Regions from separate parts of the Sus scrofa genome. Here regions 1 and 3 are each linked to region 2. A link is a contact called in public HiChIP or PLAC-seq data. All regions are on one chromosome and are shown on one strand. The core of a region is the stretch at or near the end of the contact, and the rest is flanking DNA. Distances in the headings are between cores, read along the strand shown.

Region 1 (3,169 bases), core at 52-2,551, 350 kb after region 2:
GAGCTATAAATTTCTTATAGCCTTTAAGGTTAATTAGTTACTATGATTGAGTCCATGGCTCAAATGGACATATAACAGAAAATACCTTCCAGAAGATCCTAGGTGCATCCTGAGAAATTTGAGCACCAAGTACCAAATCCAAAATGCGCCTAACTTCTCGTTCCTTGAATGCTGCCATGCTGTCTCTGAGATGGGTGTATCCTTAGACATGGGCGGCTACAGAGCATTTCTAGTGGGCTGTCCTTTGGGCAGGCTTCCTGTAGCTAAAACACCAGTTGGCTCCGAATATTCAAACGGTCATTGTCATTCTCAAGGTACAAAGTTGTTCATATCTAGAAACTTTGTTGACAAAATCTGAGACTTCACATCCTTGGAACTCATCTTTTTATCTTCAGAAGACTAAGGATTTGTAGTTCAGGCATTCTCTTTTCAAGCCCAAAAATATAATGCAGAAGCCAAAGAGTTTTTACCCCCCAATACATGTTAGTTTAAAAATGAATGCAAAAACCTACTTAGGTTGCTTTTCCAGTTTGAAATTCCCAACAGTTTTAATTTTATTATGAAAATAAAGTTTGACTTTATTTTTGCATCAGTTGAATAAAATGATAAATTGTATACCCACCAATTTTTGTACTTCTGTACACACATTTTATATTGTGCAACTTAAACTACCTTTGGCACATGAAGCAGCATTCTGTAACAAAGTACTGAGTTTGAGTTTTGTTTACACCTTCATAAATCATGCAGATGGGATCTGCAGCTATTCCCAGCTACACATGATAAAAATATCCTGTGCCTTGCTGATGTTTCTGGACCTTCAAGGTTCGTAGGCTGATCCTTTGCAATCTTGTGAATTCTTGGAAGTTTATCTTTCCTCTCCTGTTCTTAGGGTGCCCCTGAAGTTGCTTGGTGCAAACCTCTTTCATTTTAGGTAGACTTTCATCCTCCTTCCCCCTCCTCCTCTCCCCATCTCCCATCCTTTCTTTTACTATAAAAGAGAAGGAATCTGTTAGTAGTCAGTTCTTCTTGTGGGCGACTGACTAGTGACATCTGTAAGGAATGTGTTCCTGTCAACATATTCTGCGCTAGTCCTACAGTTTTAAAATACCTTAAAGCTTTGTTTCTTGTTATAGGAACTTAAAACTGGTTATACCACAGGGAACCCAGAAATCATCCTAAGCCTTTAGACTGGCTCTGAGCATAAACCTTTTTAAATTCTTTCAGAGGTGACTGGGATTGGAAAGTGCAAGTAAGAAGTGACCACATCTGCTGAGTCCAAACCTATGCCCCTCCCAGTGAGGGGGTGGGTGACCTCAGTGAGAACTCAGATGGTGCTTCTGGAATTCCCCCTGGAATCAGCTGAGGCCAAAGTCCTTTTTCTAAAAAAACTGTCCTAAAGGAGGAAGAAAGCATAGGACACAATGATAAGTACCCACTCACTCCACAACCTCCAAGAGAAAACATCCTGCTCATCAGACAAAAACAAGTGATGCACAGCCATGCAATTTGTGAAATATATTGGAACACCTTGTTTTTTAAAATTAGCCATTTTAGTTTACATAGAAATAACTACCTGCATCCCATAATCCAAGCAACCCTTTCCCAGACAGCTGGGTTGCACCACACACCGTGCTGCTTTTTCAATGTCTCCTCCTTGACATTGTTCCAGATCGGCGCCCAGGCCCAGCCCCCGTGGTGCCCGAGCACAGGTTCATCCTCACCTTCAACTTAACCTTCCTCCTCGCTTCCTAAGTGACATACAGGTGTATTTAATTTTCTGACCCAATTATGTAGGTAATGTTGAGTGAGAATTTCAAATGTAAGATTCTTTTTAAACCTCTTCCACCATCATCTGACTTTCCAAATAAAAAGATCCAGTGTCCTGGAATGTACCACGGAGTCTTCTTGCTGTGTGACACGAGCTCGAAAAAAAAGACATGTGTCCTTGGTGTTCTTTCATGAATGGAAGTTTTAGAAGCACACGGGCCCAGTGCCCTTTATAGGTGCCCTTTCAGCTGCTTTCTCACCATCAGAGGGAAGTAGGTCTTGGGGAACTGTTAATGCTGTCTTCCAAGTTGGAAGCTTTTTTTAGAAATGCAAACAGACCAAAGAATGGATAAGTGATACATAGAGATTTCTGGCTACTAGAAGATTTACATTCAGAGACACAATTAATGTTCACACCAAACATATAAGGCTGATGATTTTATCTTGTTTTTATAATGATGGTGGTGGGGTGCTGAGCCCAGTGGGGTTAGGGGACATGCCCAAGGTCAGATGGCTACTACTTGAGAAAGCATGATGCTTTCAACCCTGCTTTAGCTACTTAATGAGTATATAGACCATGGATAAGCATTTCCAAAGAAAGAAAGAGAAGGGAATTAAAGAGAAAGAGGATTAATGGAATAATAACTGCAAATCACTTAGCCCAGTGCATGGCACATGGCAACTCCTCTGTAAGTGTTAGCAAGTATTGTTGCCCTAGTATCAATTCTTTGAGGACTTTCTTTCCTGGAGAATATTAATGATGCATTATTTCTTGCTTGTGAGATGTGAAGTTATTGACTTATCGCTGCTGGGCTTGGCATGTTGAGCCCTGTTTCTGTTTATTAATGTGATGAGGTTACTTGTGGTGAGGGTAGGTCCCTGCTGTGCAGTGGCAGTAATTATCAGTGTTGCTGTGTGGCTGCAGGAACCGATTGCTAGCAAATGCTGGTTTCTTTCTTTCTTTTTCTTAAAAAAAAAATCCCATTATATAATTTAACAATCATTTTGTTCCATAGTGAGATGAAAAGAATTTAGCAGCCTTCAGCTGGAGCTGAATGGCGAATCAAATTATAGAAATCACTGACATTAGTGCCCAGCTATAGCAGGATTGTTTCCTCCTGAATATCTGAAAGTGTTTTGTCCAATCTAATTTTGAAAGACTGGAGTCACTGGGCTTCCATTGCTCTCCTTGGGAACTGTAATTACATGGCCCAGTAGAGCTCAATGGTGGGGCATTTTCTCCAGCTGATACAGGCACCATCGATAAATTTGTAGGAGGTCTGGTCACTGTTTTTCAAAATGGGATTTGGAGAAGGGGCGCAAACATGTTTTGCTCACTGGAGAAAGTGTTCTTTTCTTTCTACCCAAGGATGTTTCTTTGGCCCTTCCTACAGCTGCTAAA
Region 2 (3,058 bases), core at 232-2,731:
ACCTAAAAAAACATTACATTAAGTGCAAGAAGCCAGCCACAAAAGAACACATGTTGTATGATTCCATTTATGCAGAATGTCCAGAAAAGGCAAATCTATGGAAACAGAAAGCAAATTGCTGACTGCTTGGGGCTGGAACATGGGGAGGGAGATTAAGTGTAAAAGAGGTAGAAAGGATCTTCTTGCAGTGATTAAAAAAGGTTCTAAAACTGCATTATGATAACGGCGGCATAGCTCAGCAAACCTACTAAAATTAATCAACTGTATATATAAAATCAGTTAAATTTACAGAATGTAAATCACACTTGAATAAAGTTGTTTAAAAAGTAATCAATTCATGGAGAACAGTTCCAATCACATGAAAAATTGGCCAAGTTCTTTGTGCAATAAGCTCATGAAAGATGAATTTCTTCATCTGTACAATGATGATAGAAATTCATACCTCAAAGATAATTACCTGAGTATCAAATGAGACATTAAAATGAAAGCATTTTGAAAACTGAAAAATTGTTAATAGAGTCTTTTGACCTGAGAGTGGATAAAAATTATTTCATTCTCTCCCCTAGGTGGTGCTAGAATCTAAAAATGAGCATGTCACTGGTAAATGCAGCTGCTTTGTACAAAATTACCTTTCTTTATGAGGTTACATCCCTAAAGGGATGTCTGCTTGTCCTTGAGTCCAGAGTGTTCTCCTGAATTAATCTTAGTATAATAGACATCCAACCTGCAACCATCTTCAGCGTCAGCATTCTAACCTCTCACAGTCAGTTGTACAGTCCATGCTGCACAGCTCCCTCTTTGTGCTGGGGAATTAGCCCTCAGATTAAACCACATTCACCTTCCATTTCTTTCCAATTTCATGGTAACTTTAGTTTTCATCATAATTGTATACTTCTCTTCAGTTGCATTTTCAAGACTCTCAAGTGCTCCTAGTGTTTAGTTTAATTCAGTTCATCAAACCACTTGTAAAAGGTCTCAAAAATAAACCCAAGCCTAGTAAACACTGCCACATCAATGAAGAAATGCCACTGAAGGGCCCCTGTTGTCTGGTGCCGTGTGTTGGTAGAGAAACAGCTGATATACTGTTATTTTGCTGTGTGCTGTGTGGCTTTATGTGTAAAATTAATGCTTCAAAGGTTGTAAGAAGAGCTTCTGTATCATGTTCAGGGCTTCAACCTGAATCTAGCATCTTAGCTCTCCTTCTCTCTTTTAAAAGAAAAGGGGGTAGATTGTCTTTTTGCTCTTCATCTGACAGGTTCTGAAGGCATTTGGTTCAAGAGGAAAATGAAGGGCCCAGAGAGCTGTGCAGCAAGGACACTCAGGGCCATTATCTGAGCCCTGAGCTCCTACACAACCACTTAACTCAGCTCCAAAAGGTGTCAGGGCTGGTCTTTCAAGGGAGCATGAAAGCTAAAGCTTGTGCCCCATGACGTGTCTTGCAAAGGAAGAATACAGAAGCATCACAAGAATATGCACGCAGGAGTTGTGCAAACAGACAGCTCATTATTGACAATTCTTTACCAGGGAAAATGCTTTCCCACAAGGGGAAGGAAGGGTTTGAAAAACAGCTCTTGCCTCATGGAGCCTGCTCTTAGGTGGAAACAAATCAGCTTTTAAAATACAATACCATAAAAGCTTTAAAAAGTGGTATTTAAGCACCATGGAAATAGCCTACGAGAAATTAATGCGAAATCAATGCAGGCACACAATTTACATCTGCTGCGTTACCCAGAATGGCTCTCTTCTATAACTGGAAATCTATGGACCTAAATCTGGGATGACTGGAAGGAGTTTTATGTCTTCTGGGATGTAGCTGTACAATCTGTCACGGAAAGGGAAAATCTGTAACCCTTTAGGGCCAGCAGAAGCTGGGGTCCTATTGTTCCAAAATACACACTTAAAATCTTAACACCCAAGAAGTAAGTGTTCACAGGTCTAGGCCTTTAAGTCTGACCCTCTGCCTAAACCAGCAGTCTTTCCACACCCAGCAGGCTTTGCCTTTCCTAAATATAGTTCCTAGCAAACAATGAGCTGCTGCTCCTGCTTTGAAGGTTCACAGTGAGTGCCCAGAAGAGACAGAGCCAAGCTCAACACCATGCTGGAGCTGGAACACATCTTCTAATGGAACCGGTGGGCAAACGCAGGGTGTGCTGTGAGCCTTCCTTGCGATGTTTTTCCCATGCTCACCCCTTGGCATGATGCAGATAAAGTTTATCAAAACCACTATGAGTTAATTATGCATTAAGCATATTTAAAGTTCCATGTTTTGAAATTACTTACAATGAAAGATATTGAGAAGTAGCAGCAGAGGAGTGGGAGGGAAACAAGAAAGGGGTGGTCTTGGAAAGTCATTAGAGTTTCAAGAAAAGGGAGTTTCAAGAAAAAGTTGGTAAGAGTGTCAAATGCCACAGAGAAGATGGGCAGGATAAGGAGTGTCCATGCCCATGAGGCCTGGCATTTAGGGGGGCACTGTTCACCAGGTGGAGCATTTCATGTGTGTGGGGGGGGAGGGGAGGGAGAGTCCAGGGTTGAGTGGATGAACATGAACAGACAATAGGTGTCAGCCCTGTCGCTTCCTCCTGTGAAGGCAAACGGGATCGGTTTGCCAGGTGGAGGCACTAAGTAGGAGAGAGCTTGTTTTCACATTGCGAAGATTTTCTAATACCATTGCACGCCTCTATCCAATGCTGAAATCACAGCCTAGGAACTCTGATCTCACCACCCTTCTTTGAACGGCTCATGGTAGGGTTTCAATAAATATTTGTGGAAGGAAACAAGGCTGTGTTCTCAGAACCGCCCATATGCAGGTGGTTGAAAGAAGAAAATTTTTTTTTTTTTAATTATACTGAAAGATTTCCGCTCCTCTGTTTTTTAAGGTTTTGTACTTCTTAGCTGTGTGACCTCAGACAAGTGACTGAACTTCTCTGGACCTCAGTTTGCTCATGTGTAAAAGTGTAAAAGTGTATGGCTCATGTCTAAGAGTACATGACTCAGAGTAAGCAGGTTACATTGTTTCTTGTTGTTGTTACTGTTATTATCCTCAACATATCTATTTGTC
Region 3 (3,021 bases), core at 179-2,678, 320 kb after region 2:
TGTTTATAAGCACTTGATAACGTAATACTTATATTTGTCATAAATACATTGTTCCAGTCTCAGAGGTTGCAAGCCAGTTCTAATATTTAATCCCAGTTGATTTATTAATTCACCTGGCCTTTACTGAATAAGAAAATCCATGTAGTTTATTTTAATTAGGTTTAGGTTCTGCCACTTGCAAGAGAAAGCTCAAAATAACAGAGGCTTCGGTGTGATGGAGGTGTTAGGCTCTCTGATGCTAAAGGTATCTAGAGTCGACAGCCCAGGAATGTATAGCAGTGATGTGGTGGCATAGGAGGGTGTTTTTATCTGCTCCATCATTCTAACACACAGCTTCCACACTTAAGGTCAGTTCCAAGACTAGAGGTGGTTGTTGGATTTCCATTGATCACATTCTTTGGCAGGCTAGAAAAAGGGGAGTAGGAGGTGGGGAGGGGCGGAGTCGGTGAGGGCAGAAGGGTACAGAAGACAGCCTCTTCCAGTAAAATATTTTCTACTTACGTATAGCATTTCTGCTTACTTATGCTTTCATTGGCTCTATCTAGCCACAAGGGAAACTGGGAAATGTAGTCTCTGATTCTACCAATGTGTCCAGGTAATTGGAGTTCTATTACTAGTCAGGAATGAAGGGAGAATGGATGCTTGTATTGTTTGTTAATTAGTAGGGTCTGACACAAAAAAAGTCAAATCAGATATTATCATTCTCTGCATAGAAACCCATTAGAAATGTGTAAATCTTTTGCAGAGCTCTCACCACAAAACAAGTTAGAATTTATTTTGCAATTCTGCTGAAGTCATACTACTGTATTTTCCTTGGATTGAATAGGATCTCCAATAATGTGATGCACTTGGCAGTTGCACAACTAATGGATATGGATGGCATCCAAGACATTCATGCTGTAAAGTTCTATTATGTGGTCCTGCAGAACTGCAGCTGAGTTCCAGGACATCATTAATCACAGAGCACGAGTGTGCACAAAGCTGTATATTGACGCACAAAGTATGACTTGAAAGCACTGAATATCACTTGTTCTGGTTCTATTTGTGAGACCTAAAATAGCTCAGAGAACCATATACTATTGCTAGACCACCTTCCTTGGAATCATAAAAGTTGCACAGCGATTTATCCCAGTATTTGTATTTTTAGTTTAAGGAGAGTCACTTAGCCTCTCTAAACGGATTCCATAAGGCAACTGAGGCCTAAAGAAAATGATTCAAAGACTATTTTCTCAATTCTCAAGGATGATACAGAGCTAGCATCATTTTCAATGCATAGGAGTGTCAATCCATTGCACACAATGGATGCTTTATAGTATTTAGGCTTAATTCTCTTGAGGAATTTCTGTTGAAAGGGCTGGCTAGTTCCCTGATTTAGGCACATATTGCCCATTACGTAACCACTGACTCTTGACAAAGACAAACATGGATACACATCGGGAAATGGTTTTCTTATTTCCCATGGTGTATGATACATCATCAAATGACTCTTGTATCACCCCTTACATATCACAGTCAACATAAGATTTCCTTTGTGAAACTCATGTGGTATCCTCAGAAAACAATCTATTTCATTCTACCATGTTGTCTTTTGTGTATTATGGAACGCTGCAAAAGCTTCTTACCAATTATTATAATTGTGCTCATTATAGCTGCTCTGAGATGAATTCTCAAAGGTCGGCTTTGTTAATTGTTTGCAGTGATCTTCTGCAAAGTTACTATAGTTTATTGTAATGAAATTGATAAAACTGTAATCTTGAAATCAATTTTTTAATTATTGTTTTTATTCTCTACCACTTCCTTTTTTAAAAGAAAATAGCCATGGATAAAACTAGATATAATGCTTATGTTCTTCAGTTTTTAGAGCTGAGATGCTTCCACATTTGCTAATATTTGCTTCAGAATTAGGCCTTAAACTCAGACTCAGTCTTTGAAGTTCTTTCAGTTTCTGAAATAATTATGAGAATTTCTGCATTTTGTCGCTTTGGGGGATTCCTTCCCAGCTGGATTTGTGTACTCTAATCATCTAAACAAAATTAGACCCTTTAGGGTAATGTTACTCGAAGTGGACGAGCAGCATCTGTGGACTATCAGCACCCCTGGGATGTTCATTAGGAATGCAGATTCCTGGGCTTGCTGAAGAGTCCTGGGTGGAGCCTCAGAGGTTGCCTTTTCTGCTGCTGAAAGAGCTTCATGTGCATCAGAGTTAGAGAACAGTTTTCTAGGGTCTTGTATTTCTTGCTTACTGGTCACTGAGTAGGATGAGACTATGATTCTTTAATAACCCTGCAAATAATCCCCATCTTCATTTGGACAAAAATTCCTGGTGTAAACTAGTCCCTTTACAGTGATACCTTGGACCCCATATAGGACTTAACAACATAATAACTTAGTATGCTAAGCTTCCATCTTTACAATGCCTGGTTGCGATCATATTCCTCAGGACACTCTGAGTTGTGGTACCAAAGCCCCGCTCAGAATGAATAAAGCTGAAAACAGAATTCATTGTCCTGCGTATATTTAAAAAAAAAAAAAAGCTCAGCAGGATCTAGGAAGTCACCTGATTGACTAGGAATTTTATTTCTCTCCAATTCTGGGCTCTGCTTTCTTTCCACTAGCAGCTTCAGGTTCATGTTCTAATTACTCCATTACCCTTAGTCCCAGCAAATGCCAGTCTGAATATCAGTGGCTCAGCTTGGGCCATGTCACCACCCCATAACCAATTCATGTTTCTCTTCAGCCATGTCAGGGTTGGATGCCTGGCCCTGGAACCTACCATAGGGGCTGAGAGTTGGGAAGAAGGATGCCCCAAAGAAAAACCTGAGAGCTGTTAAAGCAAAGGGTAGGAAAGATGCTGGGCAGGTAAAAACGGGAGAAATATATTATTATGAGACCGTATCATTATAGTGGATATATTTAAAACCTATTTAATCATTAAGCAAAGTGCCTCTCTAGGTTATTTTTTATATTCCAGCCCAAAATAATAATAGTGGCAGAAAACATTGATGGAGTGATTATTATGAG

Evidence for each region. HiChIP or PLAC-seq counts read pairs in DNA pulled down with a chosen protein or histone mark.
Region 1: a contact with region 2 is called in an H3K27ac HiChIP or PLAC-seq map of alveolar macrophages. The contact joins two enhancer-like sites. A contact is called at or near these places in 1 of 47 Hi-C or Micro-C datasets (fibroblasts) and 2 of 2 datasets of contacts at active chromatin or transcription factors (alveolar macrophages and skeletal muscle).
Region 3: a contact with region 2 is called in an H3K27ac HiChIP or PLAC-seq map of alveolar macrophages. The contact joins two enhancer-like sites. A contact is called at or near these places in 2 of 47 Hi-C or Micro-C datasets (embryonic fibroblasts and retroperitoneal adipose tissue) and 2 of 2 datasets of contacts at active chromatin or transcription factors (alveolar macrophages and skeletal muscle).

The regions. Positions count from the first base shown.
Region 1 is chr13:109,783,568-109,786,736 of Sscrofa11.1, reverse strand. All of the region lies in intron 4 of TNIK (TRAF2 and NCK-interacting protein kinase), which reads left to right. Among named protein-coding and RNA genes, the nearest start is that of SLC2A2, 170 kb to the right of the region's middle. Within about 2 kb of position 1,301, at least 4 of the 83 cell types and tissues checked have an H3K27ac peak or open chromatin away from gene starts, as enhancers often do. A contact at or near this core is called in alveolar macrophages, where this site is marked.
Region 2 is chr13:110,129,979-110,133,036 of Sscrofa11.1, reverse strand. The region is part of intron 5 of LOC106507999 (a long non-coding RNA gene); the gene reads right to left. Among named protein-coding and RNA genes, the nearest start is that of TNIK, 79 kb to the right of the region's middle. Within about 2 kb of position 1,481, at least 9 of the 83 cell types and tissues checked have an H3K27ac peak or open chromatin away from gene starts, as enhancers often do. A contact at or near this core is called in alveolar macrophages, where this site is marked.
Region 3 is chr13:109,813,193-109,816,213 of Sscrofa11.1, reverse strand. All of the region lies in intron 3 of TNIK (TRAF2 and NCK-interacting protein kinase), which reads left to right. Among named protein-coding and RNA genes, the nearest start is that of SLC2A2, 200 kb to the right of the region's middle. Within about 2 kb of position 1,428, at least 6 of the 83 cell types and tissues checked have an H3K27ac peak or open chromatin away from gene starts, as enhancers often do. A contact at or near this core is called in alveolar macrophages, where this site is marked.